Linked DNA regions of Anas platyrhynchos: region 2 is linked to region 1. Evidence: chromatin contacts called from public Hi-C data. All regions are on one chromosome and are shown on one strand. Each heading gives the region's core, a stretch centred on a gene start, on an enhancer-like site or on the middle of the called end of the contact. The rest is flanking DNA. Distances are from core to core; before and after follow the strand shown. Region 1 has its middle 16 kb from the start of NAV3. Region 2 overlaps NAV3 (neuron navigator 3).

What was found. Hi-C and Micro-C count contacts between places; a contact is called where the count stands out from the background.
Region 2: a Hi-C map of skeletal muscle shows a contact between it and region 1, with 2.7 times the contacts expected there. The contact joins two enhancer-like sites. A contact is called at or near these places in 3 of 8 Hi-C or Micro-C datasets (liver, skeletal muscle and subcutaneous adipose tissue).

What each region holds. Positions count from the first base shown.
Region 1 is chr1:40,855,944-40,862,789 of IASCAAS_PekinDuck_T2T, forward strand. No RefSeq gene overlaps it. Among named protein-coding and RNA genes, the nearest start is that of NAV3, 16 kb to the right of the region's middle. Within about 2 kb of position 2,233, at least 3 of the 8 cell types and tissues checked have an H3K27ac peak or open chromatin away from gene starts, as enhancers often do.
Region 2 is chr1:40,951,552-40,958,008 of IASCAAS_PekinDuck_T2T, forward strand. NAV3 (neuron navigator 3) reads left to right here. Exons shown (of 42, transcript XM_038172953.2): 2 at 5,713-5,830. Among named protein-coding and RNA genes, the nearest start is that of NAV3, 79 kb to the left of the region's middle. Within about 2 kb of position 2,235, at least 3 of the 8 cell types and tissues checked have an H3K27ac peak or open chromatin away from gene starts, as enhancers often do.

The DNA of each region.
Region 1 (6,846 bases), core at 983-3,482:
ATTGTGCTTAAGTGAAACAGATCTCATCACGATATAGAGCTACAATTCTTAACTACCCCAGAGGTTCCAGCAAAACCAGGGTGATGTTCAGCACTGGCCTTTAATACACTTATTGTGTTCTGATTCTTAGTTTCATAAGTACATGGAAGTACATGGAAGTCTGGGGCAGTACTGTAGACCAAGAATTATTCAGAAAGTTTTGGGGGCATCAGTTTGGAGGTGTATAATATGAGCTATAGACCTAAAGAACTGGCAGTGCAAGGGTATGTAAGGGATCCCCTGTCTGTGGCAAAGGGGACCAATTGCTCCCATCTCAGCTGGCTTTAAATGAAGTATAGTCTCTGTCTGTACATCTGGGACCAGTGTGCAGTCACAGCCTCTGTGATGACTGGTCATATGGCATGCTCCTGCTTGGGGCACCAAAATTAAGACTTTGCTGGATAACTAGAAAGTAAAATGGAGCTTATTAGGTAAAATGCCATTTCATATTAAATCAGAATATACTTAAAGTCTTTTTTATTATTATTTTTTTACCCAATGCAAGAGGAAGAAAACAACAAAACCACAAGTGAAAAAAACAAACAAACAAACAAACAAAAAAAAAAAAAACCACAAACTTTTTCTATGTTAGAAATGCTCAGTCCCAGGAATAAAACTTTTGGTTTGGACATGGATAATTAAAAGAAAAAAAATAATTATAATTAGGTTCATCAAATTGCCAGTGGCATGGGAACTCTTTTCTAGGTAGATCCCAGGGCTTGGGATTTTTGTTCTAGTTCTGGTTAGTCCATATTTAATTCTGTCTTCTACACGATCTGAAGCCACATCACTTGTCATCCAGTATAACTCCCTCATCAGCCTGCTAGCAGTTATGCTGAGATGTGGCTCTTTCTCAGTGATACTATTACACTGTGTGAAAAATATGAAACACTCACTGACAGATACCGTCTGCCAGTAATTCCTACTCTCTCTCTCTGTCCCTCTGCCTAATATATTTCAGTATTTCAAACAAAGTAGAATCAAGTAAACTAAAATAAATCCATTGCAGAATGCACTGTAGACTGCTAACTCAGATGTTGATTCTCCAATAGTGAAATCAGATCATAACACCATGGAAAAGTGCGGGTTTGAAGGGACTTGAAGAAGTGATTTATTCCAAAGCAAGGTTAAGAGTCCAGTCAGACCAGGTTCCAAGGACTTTTTCCATTCTGGTCTTGAAAACTTCCATGGATGGTGACAGGACAGCTTCTTTGCACCTTTGTTGTAGTTCTTGACATTCCTCATGTTGAAAAGCTTCCCCCTTATGTCCAGTCTGAACATAGGTGTTTCAACTTATGTCTGTTGTCTATTGTTCTTCAGTCACATACCACTGTGAAACTCTTGGCTACTTCTTCTGATGATGTCTTTGCACATTCTGTCTGACTGCCATTAGCTTAGTCATTTTCTTAGTCTTCAGCTTAAACTCGGGTTATCTTGGTCCCTCAGCCTTTCCTCAACAGGCATGTACTCCATTCCCTGACTGCCATGTTAGCCCTCTGCTGAACTCAGCTTCAGGGGAATTCATTAACCCTGGAAACTTTGTTGTTAAAGAGCTCTTTACAAGTCTCATGCCAGTCAGGGTAAGCTTTGGCAGCTTTAACAGAGGTCATGGTCTCACAATACAAAATGTTCAGTGTCAATAATGCCTTGAGCTACTCACATCTCCCAGTTCTTCAGAAAAAATTTGTGGGCTATGCTGGAATCAGATTAAGTAATTTTTTCTATCCTTACAAAAACAAACAAAATAAAACAAAACTAAACCCAAAACCAAAAACAAACAAACAACAACAACAAACAAACCAACACTTGGATAAAAAGGTTTTATTTTGTTTAAAACCAAATCAATTCAATTTATAAACATAATTAGCACTACCAAGGGGTAGAGGGTTGTTACATGGAGATAAGTATGAGGTCAGGGGCAGAAGGACAAAGTCATGAATAGTGTAATTTGGTGTTTCTGCTGCATTCTTTGTAACTGGAAACAGAAACCTTGAGTGACTGAAATCTGGTCATATCTAAGAGAGAACCACAGTGTGGTGAGTGGAAGGAAACAGCATCTCAAAAAGCTGATTATTCTCATCCTTGAACTAACCTCTAGTTTCTATCTGTTGAGCATATTTACAACTGTACTGGGTCTGGCTGGCATGGAGTTAACTTTCCCCATAGCAGCCCATACAGTGCTGTGCTCTGCACGTGTAGCTAGAACAGCCCTGGTATCTCACCAGTGTTGTGTCTACTGCTGAGCAATACTGGCACAACATCAGGACTCCCTCTAACTCTCTCAAAGCCAGCAGGCTGGGGGTGGACAAGAAAGAAATAACTGGAATTATTGGACTGCGTGCATCCAATGGTCTGGCATACCGGAACCTCAGGAATACAAAGCTGTAGTGGACACCAGCACACAGTGTAGCCTAATGCCATCAGGCTACCAAGGGACAGAACTCACCTGTATCTCTGGAGTGATAGGGGGATCCCAACAGCTAACTGTACTGGAGGCTGAAGTGAGTCTAACTGGGAAAGAGTGGCAAAAGCAACATATTGTGACTGGCTCAGATACTCCATGCATCCTTGGCATAGACTAAAGCAAGAGAGGATACTTCAAGGATCCAAAAGGGTACCGGTGGGCTTTTCGCATAGCTACTTTGAGCACCGGGAAGATTAAGCAGCTGTCTACCTTGCCTGATCTCTCAGAAGACTATTCTGTTGTAGGATTGCTCAATGTTGAAGAACAGCAGGTGCCAATTTCTACCACAATGATGCACTGACAGCAATGTCACACCAACTGACTCCCTGATTCCCATCCATGAGTTGGTTCATTGGCTGGAGAGCCAAGAAGTGATCAGCAAGACTCACTCACCCTTTACTAGTCCCATATGGTCAGTGCGAAAGTCTAACGGAGAGTGGAGACTAACAGTGGACTATCGTGGCCTGAATGAAGTCACTCCACCACTAAGTGCTGCAGTGCTGGACATGCTAGAACTTCAAAAAAAACTAGAGTCAAAGGCAGACAAATGGTACACCCAATTGGTATTTATAACGCATTTTTCTCCATCCCATTGGCAGCAGCATGCAGAACGCAGTTTGCTTTCATTTGAAGGGAATATCACAAGGACAGCTGACCTAATCCAACCAAAGGAATATTCCATGTCATTATGGTGTCACACTCAGCAATGAAAGGTGGGAAAAGGAAGGAGAGGGGAGGGGTGGGCTCTCATTGTGAAAATTTCTGTCCTCCCAAACAATGACTATGTGTGTTGAGGCCCTGCTTCAAGGATGTGGTCAAGCATTGCTTGTTTGTGGGAAGCATTGCTCGTTTGTGGAAAGTAGAGAGTAATTTCTTTCCTCTGTGCTTTCACATGGCCTTTGCTTGTATTTTTGTTTGTTGTTGTTGTTTTCCTTTTTCCCTCTCCCTTTTCACTTTAGTTAAATTATTTAAATTTCCCTTAATAGTTTTTATAATTTTAATTAATTAATAATTTTATTTTTCCTTTAATTGTTATCCTTATTTCAACCTGTGAGCTGTTTCTTTCCTTTTCTTCTTCCCTTCCTCTTCCGAGGGGAAGTGAGAGAGCGGTTGTGGTGTAGTTTAGCTGCCTAGCAAGGTAAAACCATCACAACAGTTGAGGCTGGTTTGCCTAGACTTAAAAAAATTATCTATAAAGATGCATGGAATTAATCCCTGCTGTCATGTGTTCTAGAGTAGGCAAAATCCCCTCTACCATCTTCATCCTCTTACTGCCTGGAGTGATTCCTTTCTCTCAGTATGGACCAGGTTATAACTATGACTTTTGCTGATCTTCTCAAACTCTCCCTTGCATTCAGTTGTCTTCCTACTGTTGGCCTGCCTAAAACTGAATACCTATTTCATGGGCTAACACTGGTGAAAATTTGAAGAGAGAGGCTTTGAAATGCAGCCTCAATGGTTTTTCAATGTTACTCTTCCACTAACATGTCAAGCATATTTTGCAGGAAGGGCAGCTGTCTGGGAAGTAATTCAATAGGTTTGCTTTGGGCAAGTTTAGACATGTGTTTAACATAATACAAAATGTAGTTCATAATTTGATAGAGAGAGACATGTTCCTTTCTGTAACGGATACAACAGACAGATGGGGGAGCACAAGTTTCAAGAGAGACAATTATGACTCTTGCAAAACATGCTTGTTGCACAACAGCTGCTTGCCAATATCATCTATTCTTCTCATGCCCTACAGCTGTGCAAATTTATTTTAAAATTTTTAAATTGTTTTAGAATGACAAAAGTATTTTGTTATATATTATATTTTAGATGCTTTTTTTTTTTTCCCCCTTTTTTTCTTTAGTCTTTTTAACATTCTGAAATAAAACATCTGGAAATTTTGAAGTGAAACACTTTCAAAGTTAAGAGTTAAATATTTATTTAGAAGAAACATAATGTAGATAAGTTTTTCAGTACATTTTTGGCTGAAATGAATCACTGAAACTGATCACTGTTTAATTTAGAAACTAATTTAAACAGGCCAGTTTGAAAGAGAATTTTGAAAAAGAACAATGTTGTTTAGATGAGACAGTAAAAATACTTTAAGAAGCAAAGTAGGAATAATTTAGTCTTCATAGTTTTCAGGCTGAAATGTAGATTTTCTACGTATATTTTAACTAGCTTTTATTTAAACATTTATTTTGTTGCCATCTTTCTACTCATATTTCTACAAATTCTCCTTGTTGCACCCCACTCTAAATTTTAAACTATGATGTCTCTGTGGTTTCAAAATACAATAAATATTTAAATCAATTTCCCATGGAAATTGCCATTGCCTGAAGTATAACGGCCCATGCTTATATAGGTGTTTTTAGCGACCAATATGTATTTTATAGCCCAGTGGATAAGAACTGGACATGCACTCTGTTGTTAGAATTGAAAGTGGAAAATTTATTCCTTCTGTCACAACTTTCCTAGCTTTCTGGGAGAACAAATTAGCGTACATAAGTTATAGCAGTAGCAGTTTTTAATTGTTTCAGAACCTTCCTGGTAATATGGGATGATTTAATATTTCATGTGGCTTCCTTTCCTGCTTTTGTGCTTCAAAGAGTGGTGAACAAATCAGCAAAAACTTCAGAGCCAGCTTCTGTCCTGTACCTCCACTACTCCCACCAGCTTCAGTTTACAAACTCTGCCTAATGGCTTGAAACGGATATGTCCTTATAGGCCCAAATCTGCATCTGACAATTGAGCTCTTTCTGGTGGCATTGATAACTGAGCAAGCTGCAGGATCAAACCCTTCAGGGGTACATTAGAGTACAGCTGAAGGCTGCTTGACTGCCCTGGCTTCTTTGACTGTAATTGCATTCATGTATTTTAATCTGTATGTCGTCTTCTTTGACTTAATGTGAGGAAGAAAATTAAAAGTAGCTCATTAAATACAGTAATTTATGCATACATCCAACAAGCTATATAGACACACTGACTATGTTTAAAAATAAGTTGCATTACAAGCAGAAAAATGTCTGGTGACTTTCAGCTTACCTCTTTAAGAGCAGCTTGTTAATAGAACTTTGGATTTAGTATAGAATATTTAAAAGTAAAAAAAAAATGATGGCAAGTATGGAATTTTTTAAAAAGGGAAAGAAATCTAAGTATTAATTTCAATCTGGGCACATAATAGTTATAGGGTGCATTTTCAAATCTATATAATTAAGGGCTTTAGAAGGATTAGAAGGCAGCTTAAGTCACAGGATTTTTAACTGAAGTGTAGTCATGGGCTATGCATAATAATCTGGATTTTTTCCTACGCTGATCAGCTGAAGGATAGTAGAATTGGTAATGATGAAACTATTATAGAATCCAAGTGTGACTCATAAATGTTCCTTACTGTAAGCAAAAGAATACAGTGGTACTGTTTGCTTCTTCAGTACAGAAGTATAGGAATAAAATGATCACAAACATAATAACTACTATGTAATCTTTTCCCAAATATTTTAGACATTGGCCAGATTCTCATACCATTTTTGCTATGTATGTATGGATGGATGGACGGATGGACAGATGGACAAATAATCTACCATTTTGATTTTCCTACTATAGATACTTTTTCTGAGTATCTACTCAGCTCCATCTGCATTTTTGCTATGTCAGAATCTTTATAACTGTTATCCACAACTTGAAAGTGACTGATTTTTTTTTCTTTCTACTGCCTGAAAGGTCATAATGACTCACAATCATTTTCTTTGCATTGCAGTTGTAGCAGCTTACTGATCTGCTGTTTCATAACTGAGATTTCTTCTAACAGACTAGCATAGTAGGTGATGGTGAGGAATCACCAAAAAAAAAAAAGGATGGCCCTTCTCACCCCTGCCCTGCCCCCATTCCTAGGCAAGGCCAGAATCTTTTTTGCTCTCTATACAGTCCCTGGGGTCCTGGTCCATGGCTATGACTCTTAGATAATACAGAAACACACTGAAAAAGAGAATTCAGGTTTGCTACTGCTTTCCATTGCTATTATACAGTCTCATCTGTATAAAATCAATAGTGGTAAGAAGGTTTATAGTAGACTTCAGAAAGGCCCTTGGACTCCTACTTTTATGGTCAAAACACTGGGATATTGGGAGTTATAAGTTGAGAGACTTTTGACAATAGGAGTTCTGCTTATATTGAATGTCATGGCAAACATAAATTGCTGTTCTCTGTGATTTTCAGTAAAGGATAAAAACAACATGTTTATATCAATTCAAAATAATTTAAAAATCATCTGAGGCTTTCAGATTCTAAATTATTTGCTCATTTCTTAGACCAGCACTTTCAATATAACATTCACAGATTTAGTTCTGGGCAAG
Region 2 (6,457 bases), core at 985-3,484, 96 kb after region 1:
TGCATTGCCCAGCTTCTCTTTATAAATGCAAGCAGCTTTGGGGACACTCCAACACATGTTTTGTTACCCACAATTTATTGGCCAAGAATAGCTCTAAGTAGAGTTGTGGTCATGCCCTCTACCCTGGCAAGTCCCCTTCATCAGGGACTCTGGGACTGTTATGTAGGCCCTGTTGGGTATTCAACATCCAGTTTAGGCCACACACTGGAAAACAGCCCAGGAAATAAATATACAGCTTTTGCAGCCCATTTCATAGCATACTGGAGAAGAGCAAAAACAAGGCATCAATCTCTTCTTGTACAAGCATGACTTCAACAAGTGTCTGTGGGTGAAAAGCTCTAAGTGCAATCAACAATCAGTTGTCTCTGATGACCACATTTTAAGCAGAATAGATACACTTGTAATTCACATAATACATTTATTAAGTTAACAATACCATATTTCTACTTTGGTTGACTGCTTAAATTCTTATCTTATTCAGATTTTTATTTTTATTTTTTTAGAGATTTTACAGATTATCAAATATATGTATATAATCTGAGAACAGAATAAAAGGCAGAATCCTGCTGTGTTAAGAAGTAGCATTGTATATTGCTATGAACCATTGCAACCCAGGTATTCTGCAGCAGCTAGCAACATTCTTTGTAATAGCTAACTTTTCCTTCCATTTCTCCAGTTCTTGTTTGCTACAAGATAAAGGAATAAAAACTGACAAAGTGTGGGAAGCTTGCTGATGCCAAAGGCATCCATTTGGGCAATGGAGTTCTTAAAAAGCATCCCTTCCAGATGACAGAAACATAAGGCTGATAATGTGCACAGAAGAAAGCGTCAATGGACAGCATTTCAATTCTTTTTTACTAATGAATGAGGATACAGTTGTCTTCTACATCATTTTAAAGGACAAATGCTGAGAAATGGATACTCTCCATTGATTCCTAGATATCTAGGAAGGAAACTTTTTCATATAGTGGACAAATATTTAAATATTGCTTCAAACATAACCTATCCTTCTAAATGGCATGGAAATCTGTCATAAGGTCTTGGCATAACTCAGCTGGCTGCAACTGTTGTTCTTCCCAGCAGCAGTGGCACATAATTGCATGACAGTGGAGCACACTAAGTATGGAAAGCTGTCTTCTCGATAGCAACAGGAAACCATTCTCAGATCTGAAATTCTAGAGTCTGTAGCAAGCAAATAAAAATATGCAGAAGGATCCTGATTCTTGAAATATACATTTTTGCACCATGCCTATTTATAAAAGAGCTTGATAAATAAATAATATATATATATATAAGAAATTATTGCAACTCAGAATATCTGGGTTGTATTCCCAGCTCTGCTTGCTCTTGAGCAAGCCACGTTCAATAAATAAATAATAATAAAATGAAAGAAATAAAAGAGAAATCTACCAAGAAAGCCTTTATAACTCAGTTTCAGTTTCCCCACATCTTACAGAAAGTCTCGGGAATCTTAAATAATAGGGGTGATCTCATTTTTGTCTGGAAAGCATGTTGAGATGAATTTGTGGAAGATGCTTACAAGTGTCATGCATTATTATTGTTTTAGGCAGACTGTATGAAATCCATTTGACATTTCCTTCTTAACATTGATTGTGGGTGGTAACATTTCTGTATTAATTTTCAAGAGGATTCATTGTAGTTCTGCCTGGTGTATAATTGTCTGTTTTATGATTAAAGAATCTTCTAAGAAAGTCAGTAACTTTCCACACTTTCCCACTAGATTAAACTAATGTATCATCAAGTGTTTTGTTTTATTATTGATCCTGCCAAGTAGCTCTCCTGTGTTCCTTACAGCAGCGTATGAAGTATCGAGGTGAAGTTCATAACTATATTTGGGTATTGGAGTTTATTTTCTGTACTTTTTGAAAGGTTAGCATGACATGCAGTTGAGGAATGCTAGGGGAAACCATTGTTAACACGAGCAGGCTGTGCCCAAGCTCAGATTGCCCCACTGAATTCTGCTTTGTGTTGCAAGTGGTTAAATCATCCAATACCAGGATGCAGCTTGGACCACACAAACTCAGAATCATCTCTCTTCTGTTATCACAACTTTGAGACTAGTCCTCTGCATTGCAGATAACGGCAACTCTCCTGTGTGTCACCAGTGGCTGGAACCTAGCACTGAAGTCAAATACTCCCCAGTTGGATGTGTCTGTGAAGCGTAGTGGTAGAGGAGGAAGTTTGGGGAGGAAATGAGTAAGCCATCAGCCCATCCCAGCCTGTAGCTGTAAGGCAGGGACACTGGGCCAAGCAATGAATCGGGGAGGAAGTGTTGCAACAACTTACCCTCCTGTGTGCCTTCTCTGGAACAGCTCTGAATAATAAATGAAATAAAATAAATAAATAGAATAGAATAGAATAGAATAGAATAAAATAAAATAAAATAAAATAAAATAAAATAAAATAAAATAAAATAAAATAAAATAAAATAAAATAAAATAAAATAAAATAAAATAAAATAAAATAAAATAAAATAAAATAAATAATAAAATATTTTGGGGAAATGTTACTGAACAATTAGTGCAAGACGTAATGATATATTGCTAGTTCTGGAAAAGGATCATGCACAGCTCTTCCTTAAAGGTGCTCAGCACCCAATAACAGGGGAGTGCTAATACAAAGAAAACCGTTGCATAAAGTTACCGTTTTTTTTATCTTGTGGTCTGTGTGACTTCTCTTGGCAAAGTGAATAATGTCAGTCATGACACTGGAGCTTTTTGTTGTCTTGAGGAGTTTAAGATAAAATTACAGTTACATTGATACTTAAAAACTGTGAAGGCGGTTCTCTATTTCCCATGGTATTTGCACCAGAGTATTTCATGTAAAAAAAATATAGTGGTGTACATACATTCTTATAATTTCATGTGTCTGTCTACATGCTTCTCATTTTTTGCAACTGACTCCTGAGCAGTTGGGTCCCTGGAAAAATTAGATGAATGAAAAGGGTGTCCTATGGGGAAGGGGGCAAACTGAAGCAAGTGGTGACCCTATGGAAAGAGAGGAAATTAAACATGACATTCCCCTGCCAACTGGGTATTGGTTTGCTCTATGGTCTCTGTGAACAACTCTTCACATTTTATTTTTCTTTTAAAATACGCTTGAAGTGGAAGAAAAACTCTTTTACCACTGCTTCCTCCCACTCTTTTTTTTTCATCATTTCTTAACTGTCAAAGTACAGGCCATCAATAATTTCTTGTGTCCACTGATGTGATGTAGATTATCAACTTTTGTGTACACACCACCCTTATCTATGACATTTAACTTTAATCTCTGGTATTTACATTCTTTATACTTTCCACTTTTAAATATACGAAAAAAGAAATATATGAAGGGTGGGTGGGTGAAGTCCATTCTTTGAGTATTAGATACTTGCACAACAGCTGCTAGAATGAAATTTCCCTGGCTGCTTAGTGAGAGGATAGTTCAAATTGTAGTCAAAATTAGGATTGGTACACCAGATTATGTGTGGGTGTGACAAATGAAAAAGGAAATGCTTGGTATTTTTATTTGTAGTACAAAACTAACCCAAAATAATATCAGTGGGTATTAAATTCTGTATGTTCCAGTGGGTCAGTTTCAATGGAGTACAGAAAATAGTTCAGCTTATGGTAGTTCAGAGAATTCTCATGAGACTTTATTTTAGAAGAATGACTGAAGTTGAAACACTAGTAGTAAGGAATACATGATGCTATGGGTGTGGTATGTGCCTTTTATCCTCCTGAATTCATATTGTTCTAAATTTGTTAATACCATCTTTAGAGATTCACAGTAGCATTCCTTATATTTATTTATAAACACTGAAGAAACACTTTCTTAGCTGCAATGGTTTTTGAAAACCATTTTACTGGAGTCTTTCATGTCACTCACCTGTAAAAGTGAAAAAAAAAAGTTTCAGTCAGTGAAAACAGAGGTGACCAAAGAAGACTTCTAGCTGCATAGGGCAGTTTACATCCCCACCTAGCAGCAGAATCCTTTGGCTATGGGAGACATGAATCCTCTTCCAGTTTAATACTATGGAGTTATTTAAAGTCCTAAAACTGTCAAGAAAGCTGTGGCAAAACAGTTGGTGATCTACCTACAGGAATTTGTGAAGAAATAGGAAAGACCAAACCAGTTGCAATTCCCTATGAATTTTACTGAAGAAAACCTGTGACAAAGGGACTCGTGGCAAATGAGTCCTTCTGATATGAACATGGACTGAGCAGTGATACTTTCACTGGCTGGAAAGTGGATGTTGGTTCTCTGGGTAAGATTTGGGACTGGGAATTTCATCCACTTTCCCATCGCAGTCCTGCCACAGATTTCCTTGTTGAACTAAGCAAGTAGTTAATGGCTTTGGCCTCTGTTTTTACTGTTCACAAAATGGGATTCTGATCCCTTCCTCCCGAGGGTCTGTGAGGTTAAGTAAAAGGATGTTTATAAAGTGACCTCATATTGTTCTTATGGAAGAGGTGCAGTTTCAACAATTTCAAACATAACCTCAGCATAGAGTGTAGTATGGATAATACATTTACTTACACAGCAATGCTGCCATGCATATATGCTTTCTTTCAGTGGTCACATGCAAGGATAGCAGGATGATCTGTGCAAGTCCTTTCTTGGGGGATAGGGAGAGGGACCACAGGCACCTCACTGATAGCAGTCACCCCTTGCTGCACTGATGCCCTGACACTGTGTGAAAACTGGGTGAAGTTTCACTAGTCCACACTGCCCCTGCCTGCTGGGAAACATTGAGGGATGGTGTGAGCACCTCCTGGTGAGCACTGTTCCTGCAGTGCACATGGGATGGTGTCCCTGCCTCTCCTTCTTACTCTATGTGACCGTGGTTCCTGTTGTGCACACCCCTCCTCTGTTAGCAAACATGCTCCTTGGGCACGTAGATACCTCCATTCTTAACTCTTGTTCTGCTTTCAACCTCTTTCCCCTTTGCTTTGGTTGGTGTAGTTCAGATGGTACTTTCTAAATTTCTGTCAATGAGTGCTGTTTTTTGTGCTGTCTGTTGCAAAGGCTTTTGTGCTACTTGGTCTCACCATTCCCCCCTCCTGTTTTTGCAAAGAAAGGACGCAGCATATTGCCAGAATATACTCTCTAATAAGGCTCCTGGACAGTTGTTGCTTTCAGTCTCCATGCACACTGCGACACACTGAAACATGGGCAAGGGAACAAATGAACCGTACAGAGCAGAAGAGTGTGACTACTGCAGAAAGTGTCGTAGAGGCACTGTCACAGGCAGGATCATGAGAGACAAACCAATGAACTCCCACCAAAACATAGGCGCACGTTTCTGCTCTCACTTTCTCTTAGGCAGCCTCCGCGTGTAGAGCGCGTGGAGGGGCGTGCGTGTAGGTAGGAACACGGTGGGAGGTGGAATTGGAGCAGACGTGACTGATTTATGGCAGGAGTTTCCTTTACAGTCATAAGGGGAATTTTGCTTGGTCACAGCAAGCTTGAACCCTCATGAAACGGAGTGAATCATTTGATGTTAAAATAAAACAGAAAATGCAGGGGGAGGGGCATGGCTTTTTTTTTTTTTTTAAATAACGTTAAAATTGTTTCCTTTGGTGCTGGCTTCTTAAATTGGAATGTGATCCAGAATAGTTCTTGTGTGCAAGCCAACATTTGTTTTAAGAATTTTTATTGTCTTCTTTCCCGCTCCCCTCTCTCCCTCCTGCCCTCCCCTCTGCTCTGCAGATTTACACTGACTGGGCTAACCACTACCTAGCAAAATCTGGCCACAAGCGGTTGATCAAGGATTTGCAACAGGACATTGCAGATGGAGTTCTGCTAGCAGAAATCATCCAGATCATCGGTAAGCTCAGGGTTCAGAGAAGCACTGAGAGCTGACTCTATGCATGGGGGAATATATAATTCAAGTTGAATGTATTTAACAATAAGATGAACCCTGAATAATACAATTTGACTGGGTCCATATGTCTCTGATATTTGTGTGGTTCATCCTTGTCTTAATTAAAAAATATGTTTATGTGAGCATGTTTGGAAGTGGCTGTTTAACCATACTTTAAATGGCCAGAACTGTATCTTACACACTTTGAATTGTCAGAAATGAATGCTCCATTAAACCATATGTCTCCCATGTGTGCATTTTGTTAGTTGGAGTGGTTCATACTTTCTGGGCTGTCTTGAAACTGTATCCTGACCCTGCAAAGACAATTGTGGAAGATTTCATGTCAGCAGTTATTTTGCAGGGGCTGAAGAATTAGCAGCGACCTCCTTCGCACTTCCCACTTTGCATGATTTGGCATGTGGAAGCAACTGCTGCTAACAAGAGTGTTGTTACTGTGCGACCGAGCTTTACTTAGAAAGGAGCTCTGTGTCAACAAAACCCTGTGCACTTTATTGCTGTGTCTTTTCTGCTCTTCCTTTTTTTTTTTTTTTTTTAATTACTTTTTTATTTTCTTTGTGTGTGTGTGTGCTT